Regions from separate parts of the Hordeum vulgare genome. Here region 2 is linked to region 1. The links are chromatin contacts, called in public Hi-C maps. All regions are on one chromosome and are shown on one strand. Each heading gives the region's core, a stretch centred on a gene start, on an enhancer-like site or on the middle of the called end of the contact. The rest is flanking DNA. Distances are from core to core; before and after follow the strand shown.

Region 1 (5,326 bases), core at 1,920-4,419:
TAAATTACACTTGTATTCAATTCCATCGATCCCAAGCGCGGCCTAAGGGTAGAGAGATGCAAGGCGGCTGATTGGTTCGTCGTTCGATCATGTGCTAAGTTTCGCCTCCTAAGATGAAAATTACACCTGATTAGTTCGTCGTTCGATCATGTGCCAAGTTTGACCATTTTTCTTTGTCCTCAGCCGGTGAATTCTTATGCACACAAAGAGTAATGTCTGCGTTCCAAAAGTCATAGGAGTTTTCATTCAGAAAATGACTATCTATACAGTCATCTACCTACTTGGGGCCACCATTGCCAGGCCCAGCAAAACACCAAACAAGACAAGCAGCAGCACGCCGGCGTCAGCTCTTGGCGATGCTGCTGTTCCCGGTACGTAGCACGAGCTGCTCTGCTGCTGCGGCTGCGTGTTCCCCGGCACGCTGCCCGTCGTCACACAGAACCCCGCCGGCGTTATCCCCCTCCCGCCCTGCGGCGCACCCTGCAAAACAATCGAAGAGCGTCAGCGCCGTCCATTCCATCGAACGCACAAAGGCAGTACTAGGTTCGGCGAGCACCTGCGCCGGAGCCGCGGTGACGCCGATCTGGCCTGACGTGCTGGGAGCGGCGCTGCCTTTGGCCAGCCCGATGTCGTAGTTGGCGGTGAGGTCGGCCTGGTACAGCCCGAACGACCGCTCCGACACGGGCCCGGGCTTGAGGTCCTCGTCGTAGAGCGCGAAGATGTAGGTGTCCACCGACTTGCCGGGCGTCCTCGGCGTGCCCACCTGCGACCTGAGGTGCGCCACGAGGTTGCCGTTGTACGCCCTGGCGCCGGCCTCGCCGGCGTCCCCCTTGTACGGCCACCCGGTCTCGGCGACCACGATGTCCACGCCGGCGCACCCCTTGCCGTCCAGCGCCGCCCGGACGGCGTCGAGCTGCGCGTCGAACATGTTCATGTAGGTGAGCCCCGACGCGGCGTCCACGCGGCCCGGGTTGGGCTGGAACAGGCAGAAGGCCAGCGTCTCGTCCCGCGTGTCCGACGCGTACGCGAAGTACGGGTACGGGTTGACCATGAACGGCCCGCCGTTCTGCCGCAGGAAGTCCAGCACCGGGTCCAGGCCGCCGGCGAGGTCCGGGTGGAACGCCCCCGAGGACGGCGGGTCCGACGACGCCAGCACCGCCATCGAGTGCACCGTCGACACCTTGGTGGTCGAGCCGGCGGGGAGCGCGGCGAGGAGGTTCTGCATGGCGGGGAGGAGCTGCGGGCCCAGCGTCGGGTCCCCGGAGTTGAGCAGCTCGTTGCCGACGGAGATGGCCGAGACGGACACCGTGGTGGGGATGTTCGCGGCGGCCCACGACGCCGCGGCTGCCGGGGAGGCGGCGAGGCTCGGGACGTCGGAGTTGGGCACGCCCAGGAGGATGGAGATGTTGGACCCAGCGAGCGCCGCGACGAGGTCCGGCTGCGGCTCGTAGAGCCGGAGCTTGCCGATGGACGTCGACGTGAGCAGGCTCGCCGTCGACGCCGCTGGCGGGAGGTTGTCGGCGATCGTCCCGTAGTTTACCCCGATGAACGACTGCGACGCTGCAAACGTTGAACACGTACGTCCACGCGGCGAGTTAGAACGCATAACGAAGTTACTTCCGTGGATGTTTTCATAACAAGCGCATGTTTGATGTCAAGCAGATACTACAAAAATGGTGTCGCAACTAGTTTTTTTGTACGTGTATGCAGTGGTGATAAGCATCAAATTCTTGGGACGCGAACGAGCCAGGGCATGTCTGTAATTCTATATGTATCGGACTTTTGTATTGTTGGGCAACATGCAAATATACGTACGTACGCAGCTACTGACTGTACAGTCTTGGCCTCTTCGAAACTGCACATGCACATGCACAGTTGTTAGGTGCTGGACCTTCCTCTGTAGAAGCATTGCCTTTTTTTCTTTTTCGCATTGATAGTTTGGTTGATACTCGTACCACTAGCTAGATTCCATGACCAGCCGGTTGGGCGCGGAGACTCCTCAAGCGTGAGGACAGCGGTCAAAGTCACCTCGTGCCAACCTTGCCAACATAACGTGCATGTGAGGTTGCTTAGGAGCTACTTCCACTCATGTTCTACTTACTTTGAGCACATCAGCTTCCGCTAATACAGTGTTTAGTACGGTTAACGTCTCGACGGTCGGTCAGACTCGACAGCAAATCCGAAAATGATTCCTTTCTCTATCTGGGCGTTGGGAAATACAGTAGTATGATCAGGACGGCACAATCCCATCTTATTTCCGCTTTTTTGTCATCACAATCAGAAGAGCAAGCATACGCTCAATATATCCGCGTACAACTGAAGTCAGAAGTATATATATTTTTTTCCGAATGGAACAGGTTAAGTCAGAAGTAACAAAACTCATAAGAGAAGCAGGGAAACTATATATGGAATCTGCGACCTACCACATGGCATATGTGGTAAGCTATATATTAAAAAAAAAACATATCAGAACGGTACTGGGAGCTTACTTGCCAATTGGAAGAGGAAGGCGCCGTGCAGGAGCCCCAAGATCATAGCAGCATCCAGCCGCCACCTTCTGCCCGCCATGCTGTGCTGCGACCGCCTGATGAACGCCCCCGATTCGGTGGCTGGCCGCTTGGACGACTATGGAAATGCGAGGCAGACGAGGAAGAGGAAGGATGGATGGAGGAGGCGAGGCGAGGCGTTACTTGGGCTGTCGTCGTTTCCGGAAAGAAGGCGGGAAGAAGGATGGAATGGACGACACACAGCAGAAGCCGGTCGCCGTCGCCTCGCTCGTTTCTGCTGCCTTTGTGTTGTGCGTAGCGGCGGGCGCACCTGCTGTACCAGGACAGATATATAGGCAGCGGTGACGATCAGGGAGGGGGCGCGGCTTCGCTCGCAATGCTCTCTCTCTGGTGGGTGGTGGGTGGTGGCTCGGGCCAGCACGGTGAGAGCAAAACGGAGGCGATGGGCATGGTGGCGCCGCGAGGCGCTTTCGTCTCGCGGAATTTAGGGGCGCATCCCGGCTGGAACCGTCTGATTTGCCGCGTTTGTCATGTGGTAGGCTGACTCTGGCCACGGGATTTTGCGCAGGAATTGTTAACCTTGGTTCCTAGCAATTGTGTGTGTCTCCGGATTTGCGCAACGGCGCTGTGGCGCGCGACCGGCCACACGGGTGGTTATCGGGATAATTAATTGTGAGACGATTGTTATCTCAATCATCCTCCCGTTCGACAAGGTCAAGATGAAATGAAAGGAAGCGATTTTTTCCATACGCATGATGGCAATTGAAAAGCGCCCGCCACCTATATGTTCCTTGGGAGAGGGTTGGTCGATTGGATTGCATGGCGTGTGTGTAGGTATTATATTATGAACATCCTAGTAATATTTGGCCGTCCCAAATCTTGGTCGATGAGCGTCTCAGCACTGATGTTAAATTCCTCGTGATGCGTGTTGTGCGTGATAACATTGTCTTCATCTAGGGGATGGATTACGGTTTGTCAACGAGTGGTTGTGGTCAGGAATGATGCGAGGCGGCCAGCCACTGAGGCAAGAGGGAATAGAGGCATGAGCGATGAGGTGTTTGGTTTAATGAAGATGTCTTGAGGAAAACTAAACTTTTTGCAATATAATGGTATGCTAGGCCCATACAATACAGTATGGTGAGGTTATCATCAAGGTTGTGCCTTCAATATTACGGATTCAAAAGCTATGTGAGAGCTCACTTAGATCATCTACATCCGCAACTTGCAAATCCGGCCCCTCAAACGCTTGCGAATGCGCCTCCGGGCGCGTTGGCGGACATTGACCGGCCACGCCTTAAATAATATATTCTATAACCGGATGCCTCAAATCTAATATCTTAAATCCATACAAACCATGCAACTACTACGTCGATGCATTATACACATCGTTCGATTAATCCATCACTACTAACATGCCATCGTACTATCAAAATTTGGCATGTTTGGCTACGGTGGACATTAGCCACGACTGTCCTTGCCTTTCCCGGAGCCCTTGCTGTCCTTCTCGCCGAAGTACCGGTCGAAGATGCAATACAGATTGAGCCGGATCTGCTCGTCACCGAAGCTGTCCTCACCGTCGCTCACCTCCTCCACCTCCTCCGATGGCAGTCCGGCCATTTCACGGACCGCTCGATTCTGCTCGTGGGCGAGGACGTGTGTGCTTCTCCGTTGCCCTTTACTCAAAATGTGCGCGCGGATGGCTTCCTCCTCTAGAGCCGCCTGCACCTCGCATCAGCCACCTTCGCTTCTGCCATTTCCTCCGTGAGATATGCCTCAGCGACCCTTATCCTCTCCTTTCCACAGCGAACAACCCGTTTCCGGTGGGACTCGAAGTTCGCCAGACTGGTGATGGGGAAGGAGAGATTTTCTGCCCGCCGGGACCTCGATGATCCTGCTCACAGGAACTGAGCACCCGTTGACCGTACGCTATGGAGTCGCGGTAGGCAGATCATGTCACCGCGGGAGCGGGCGAAGTGCAATGCGAACCACCATTGCCTCCTCCAATCGGTAGGTGACGACCCCCAGTCGATGATCCAGACTGGTCGGAGTCAGATCCGCTTCCCTCCATGTCGGAGAAGGCCGGAGATTGCCGGAGGTGAGCTAGGATGGCATATGGGAGTGCAGTGAAGTGGCTAGGGTTTGCTTCGGTGAACGGATGAGGATGAATATATGTGGGGTCAATGCGGGCAGTGCGGGCTAGGCGGGCGTGCTCGGGCTCCCCTATATCCGCCCCATATTTGAGTTGTATATGAGGGGTGCCAGTTGATAACCCACAAGTATAGGGGATCGCAACAGTTTTCGAGGGTAGAGTATTCAACTCAAATTTGTTGATTGGACACAAGGGAAGCCAAAGAATATTCTCGAGTATTAGCAGTTGAGTTGTCAATTCAACCACACCTGAAAGACTTAGTATCTGCAACAAAGTTTCAGTAGCACAATAGTGTGATAGCAACAGTAGCAACAGTGACAGCAGTAGCGGTAACAGTAGCAGCAGTGACAGCAGTAGCGGCAAAGTAACGTAGCAAGGACGAGTAGGAAAAGCTCGTAGGCATTGGATCGGTGATGGATAATTATGCCAGATGACATCCATCATGTGACAGTTATAACATGGGATGATTTGTAACTAGCTCCAGTTCATCGATGTAATGTAGGCAAGCATTCCGTATATAGTCATACGTGCTTAAGAAAAAGAACTTGCATGGCATCTATTGTCCATCCCTCCCGTGGCAGCGGGGTCCTAATGGAAACTAAGGGATATTAAGGTTCTCCTTTTAATAGAGAACCGGAACAAAGCATTATCACTTAGTGAATACATGAAC
Region 2 (5,326 bases), core at 1,611-4,110, 620 kb after region 1:
TAGCTTAGATGATTGTTGGATCGCGGCTAAGCCCACGAGTGTGGAAAGCTTCCACACTCAGGATTTTTAGGACTTCAACGAAATATGGTTCGCGGCAAATTCACCGAGTGAAGAAATCTTCAGCACTCGAAAAAAATTTGGAGCTTATGCAAAATCTGGTTCGAGGCAAAGCCCCCGAGTGAGGAAACCTTTCGCACTCAGAACATTTTAGCTTCGACGTTTGTTGGATTGCAGATAAGCCCCTGAGTGTGGAAATCTTCCACACTTGGGATCTTTAGGATTTCATAAAATCTTGTTCGCAGCAAAGTCACCGAGTGAAGAAATCTTCGCGCACTCGGAAAACGTTTAGAGTTCATGCTAAATCTGGTTCACGACAAAGCCCCTGAGTGAGGAAATCTTATGCACTTGAAACGTTTAGCTTAGACGATTGATGGATCGTAGCTAAGCCCTCGAGTGTGGACATCTTCCACACTCAGGAGTTTTAGGACTTAGACGAAATCTGGTCCGTAGCGAAATCACCGAGTGAAGATATCTTCCGCACTTGAAAAACATTTAGAGCTTAGGTGAAATCTGGTTCGTGGAGATGCCCCCCGAGTGAGGAAATCTTCCACAGTCATTACGTTTTAGCTTAGATGATTGCTGGATCATAGCTAAGCCCTCGAGTGTGATTCTCCAAACTTAGGAGAAATCTAGTTTGTAGCTAAGTCATTTCACCCACTCGGGGGATGTAATTTTTGGGACATGGAAATCACCAGAATTTTTTGACCTTCTTCAAATTACATCCTAATTTTTATACATACTCACTTTTCTTACTTTTTTGACCTTCTTCAAATCACATCCTAATTTTTTTACCTTCTTCAAATCATATGGTGTGTGAATTCGAAGCCATCAACTCGGACTAAAGGTATTTTTCCTATTTTTAATTTTAAAACTTTTTAGGATATTTCAATTTTATTTTTCATTTAAACATATTCAAAAATAGCATTTTTAGACATTTTTAGGATATTTGAATTTTATTTGTATATAATTTATATATTTTAAATTTAATATTATTTTGATCATAACTATAGTTTTATAAAAGCTTTTGAGCTAAATGACCCTGAAATTGAAAAGCACTACAAATGAACTCTGAAAAGGTTGAAATTTGGCATGGTGTCATCATTTCACCCACATAGCATGTGTTAAAATGTTGAGAGGGTTACAGCAAAAACTCGATGCACTTCATGTACAAATTGGATAATCTCTTTTGAAATATCAAGGTTTCGGATGAATACTCATGTGTTACAAAGGAATTTCATTTTTTAAGCTCATTTTAACTTTGGACTTTTTGTACATTCAATATGCAAAGCCACATCATCAATTTTCAACCCTCTTTGACTTCATTTGCTATTTTTCATGCATTTAATGACTTTTTTGAGCTAAATGACCCTCAAATTGAAAAGCACTATAAATGACCTCTAAAAAGGTTGAAATTTGGCATGTTATCATCATTTCACCCACATAGCATGTGCTAAAAAAGTTGAGAGGGTTACGGCAAAAAGTGAATGCACTTTGTGTACAAACTTGTCAATCTTTTTCGAAGTATCACGGTTTCGGACGAATACTCATTAGTTACAAAGGCATTTCATTTATAAGCTTATTTCAACTCCAGACTTTTTCAGCGTACAATATGCACCATTCGAAGCCACGTCATCAATTTTCAACCATTTCTCACTTCATTTGCTATTTTTCATGCATTTAATGATTTTTTTTAGCTAAATGATCCTCAAATAGAAAATCACTACAAATGACCTCTTAAAAGGTTGAAATTTGGCATGGTATCATCATTTCACCCATAATTGCATATTATTCAAATAAACTCTCACATAATTACTCCCACACTAAAAACCACAACTCACTATACCTATAGATCATGAAACAAGCTAAACTAGCAATGAGAGGTGAAAGCATGAAGTTGCTAACCTTTTACAACCCTTGGATAGATGGGGTGCCTCAAATCTTGACAAATGTTGACAAAAATGGAGGATGAGAGCTCGAGCTATGGGGAAAACAGAGAGGATGAGCTTGGGCTGGACGAAGGGGTTTATATAGGGACATCTTTAGTCTCGGTTGTGGATACAAACCGGGACTAAAGGTACACCTCTAGTACCGGTTGGTAATACCAACCGGGACGAAATGGGTTCGCTGACCCCCAGCCTACCACCAGCATGCCATCACCCCTTTAGTCTCGGTTTGTAATACAACCGGGACTAAAGGTCACAATTGAACGGGGACTAATCCTAGCCGTGCCTCGAGACGCTCCCTAGCCGTTGGAACCGGGACAAATGATCACATTAGTCCCGGTCAGAAACACAACCAGGACTAATGCTCAGGACGAAAGGCATGTTTTCTACTAGTGTTTGTGCAACTATAACTATTGTTATGTCCATAGATAATAAAAATAAATGCATTACCTTTACCCCTAGGGCAATTAAGTTAATAATAATCATATGACTCCAACCATCATGACGTGCTCACAACATGGATGCCATGAAATAGAACTACAATCACTTTGCATCATGGATGCCATGAAATAGAACTACAATCACTTTGCATCTCATACAACATATTGCTTTGATAAGAGCTATACTACATAATATGCGCACCCTGCAAAAACAAATTAGATGTCACAAATTACCGTGGCTGGTAGCATTTAATAAACAAATTTAATTACCTATGCAACCCTTGAGCATGATTACCCCATGTTGTTAGTAAAACATGTGGGTGTGTGAAACATGAGACTTAATTAAAACTCTTTGCCCATATACTAAACTCGGTTAAACATGTGACCCCGTGTGGACCACATCTACGATCTATTTTCCTTGTAATTTTTCTTCTTTTTCAACTGAAGTGAAACCCGAAGCATCTGCAGCGTGGCTTGGCCACACGAGTGCCACCACGTAACCGTTCAAAAACCCGGAAGGAATGGTCGCATTGCGCGAATTCCATGGTTGATTCGGCGTACGAGGGCCTGTGAGTTCGGACGGAGAGAGTAATGATTATTTGTATTTCCAAATCCGAGAGAAATGGAGTAGAGTATTATATATAGAGAGGAAAAAGGAAAGATGTGGCAGTGTCCCCACGCCCTGCGCCGCACCAAAAATTAAAATCTGGCTAAAAGAATGCCCACAACCACCTCCTCCTCCCTGTCACACACCTCAAAAACTTATATAAGAGCACCACAACAGAGAGAGGAGGGAAGGGCGAAGTGGGCGCCTTCCCAGCAAGATTTTCTTTGCACAAAGCTCGCAGAGAGAGAAATCTTTCTTTAGAGCTTAAAGCCACTCTTTAATCCGGCCTCCGTTTTATTTTCTCTCTCCCTCTCTCGCTCTCTCTCCAGGGCCATCATCGCTCACACATACACACGCCAACGCAGCGAGAGCGAGTGATCGAGAAGGGAACTGCGGGTTCTCAATCGATCAGTAGCTCATGGCCGCCATGATGGCCTCCATAACCAGCGAGCTCCTTTTCTTCCTCCCCTTCATCCTCCTGGCCCTGCTCACCTTCTACACCAGCAGCGTGGCCAAATGCCATGGCCTCCACCGGTGGAGCGGCCGGACGAAGAAGAAGCGGCCGAATCTGCCGCCCGGCGCCGCCGGCTGGCCTTTCGTCGGCGAGACCTTCGGGTACCTCCGCGCCCACCCGGCCACCTCCATCGGCCAGTTCATGAACCAGCACATCGCACGGTTGGTGTACACATATGCATACATACATACATACATACATACAGGCATGCGACCGCGAACAGGCGGACGATGGATGGAGCATTCGGGCTGACGTCGTATGATGGTATGGTATGGTATGGGTATGGATGCAGGTACGGGAAGATATACCGGTCGAGCCTGTTCGGGGAGCGGACGGTGGTGTCGGCGGACGCGGGGCTGAACCGGTACATCCTGCAGAACGAGGGGCGGCTGTTCGAGTGCAGCTACCCGCGGAGCATCGGCGGCATCCTGGGCAAATGGTCCATGCTGGTGCTCGTGGGCGACCCCCACCGCGAGATGCGCTCCATCTCCCTCAACTTCCTCAGCTCCCTCCGCCTCCGCGCCGTGCTCCTCCCGGAGGTGGAGCGCCACACCCTCCTCGTCCTCCGCGACTGGCTGCCTTCCTCCTCCTCCGCCGTCTTCTCCGCCCAGCACGAAGCCAAGAAGGTATCTCTCCGCTCTGCCACCAACGACTGTCCGATTAACACCGCGCCATGCACAGCATATACTAGCTAGCTACTTGCCGTGCACCCGGCCGCATCACAGGCACAGCTGAGGAGGCGGTGGTGGTGGCGGCGTGGTCCATGCGATGCAAGCAAGCAAGCAAGATCGTACGCCCGCCCGGCCACAGTGGGGTGGTAGCTAAGCTAACTAACGACGGATGGATGGTGCGTGCAGTTCACGTTTAACCTGATGGCGAAGAACATCATGAGCATGGACCCCGGCGAGGAGGAGACGGAGCGGCTGAGGCTCGAGTACATCACCTTCATGAAGGGGGTGGTGTCCGCGCCCCTCAACTTCCCCGGGACGGCCTACTGGAAGGCCCTCAAGGTCAGTACTCCTACTCCTACACAACAACAACAACACTCACCAGTCAACACGCCGCTAGTACTACTAGAGTACCGGCTACCTGTCCCTCTCTCTGTGCGCACGCTTGGGTGTCTCGTCTAGTAACAGTACCGAAAAATAAGTTGGAGATTATGAAATCTCTCTTGTCTTGTAGCCTTTGGTTTCTAGTTTCTTGTCCTCTCACAGGAAGCATATGTTTTAACATTGTTACTGAAATTCATAGTCATGTAGTAGTAGTATACATGGCCCATGCATCGATGCTGCATATGCAGAGAGCCATCAGAAGAAGGGACGCATTATTAATATTACTACTCTACAACATGGCAGCATGTACTACTAGCAGCTAGTAGGGGTGTGGGTTCCGAATAGTGGATGGTCCAAAGGATTGGTGCACACGTACGGCTACATCAGGTCCAATCAGAGGCCACTGGATCGATTCCATCCATGCTTATTTTCTTTCTGCTAAACCCACTTCGATGGCCACCCTTCTATCTATATATAGAATGAATTTGCACCGGTGTTTGCACAAAATAAGTTTCTCATCACTACATATGTGGGTACCTAAAAGAAAGATACTCTTTTCTTTTCTTTTCTTTTATAGGTATGTAAAAGTAGCTCTTGGGAGAACAGTGAAATACTAGGTTTCCTTTTGCAAATGTTGGTTGAAAGGTGTTTGTCATATCTAGGTCAAGCCAGTTGGTGCATGGTTCTGATTATTTCTTGTCAGCTAGGGG

The links. Hi-C and Micro-C count contacts between places; a contact is called where the count stands out from the background.
Region 2: a contact with region 1 is called in a Hi-C map of leaf, with 4 times the contacts expected there. The contact joins the promoter of LOC123449233 here to the promoter of LOC123449229 in region 1. A contact is called at or near these places in 3 of 6 Hi-C or Micro-C datasets (leaf and seedling).

The regions. Positions count from the first base shown.
Region 1 is chr4H:516,737,653-516,742,978 of MorexV3_pseudomolecules_assembly, forward strand. It overlaps LOC123449229 (glucan endo-1,3-beta-glucosidase 7-like), which reads right to left and starts at 3,170. Exons shown (of 3, transcript XM_045126369.1): 1 at 2,490-3,170; 2 at 557-1,560; 3 at 218-480. The coding sequence starts at 2,568. The coding sequence ends at 274. It overlaps LOC123449230 (DNA polymerase I), which reads left to right. Exons shown (of 14, transcript XM_045126372.1): 14 at 1-23.
Region 2 is chr4H:517,356,885-517,362,210 of MorexV3_pseudomolecules_assembly, forward strand. LOC123449233 (cytochrome P450 90B2) reads left to right here and starts at 2,861. Exons shown (of 8, transcript XM_045126374.1): 1 at 2,861-3,725; 2 at 3,857-4,190; 3 at 4,422-4,574. The coding sequence starts at 3,469.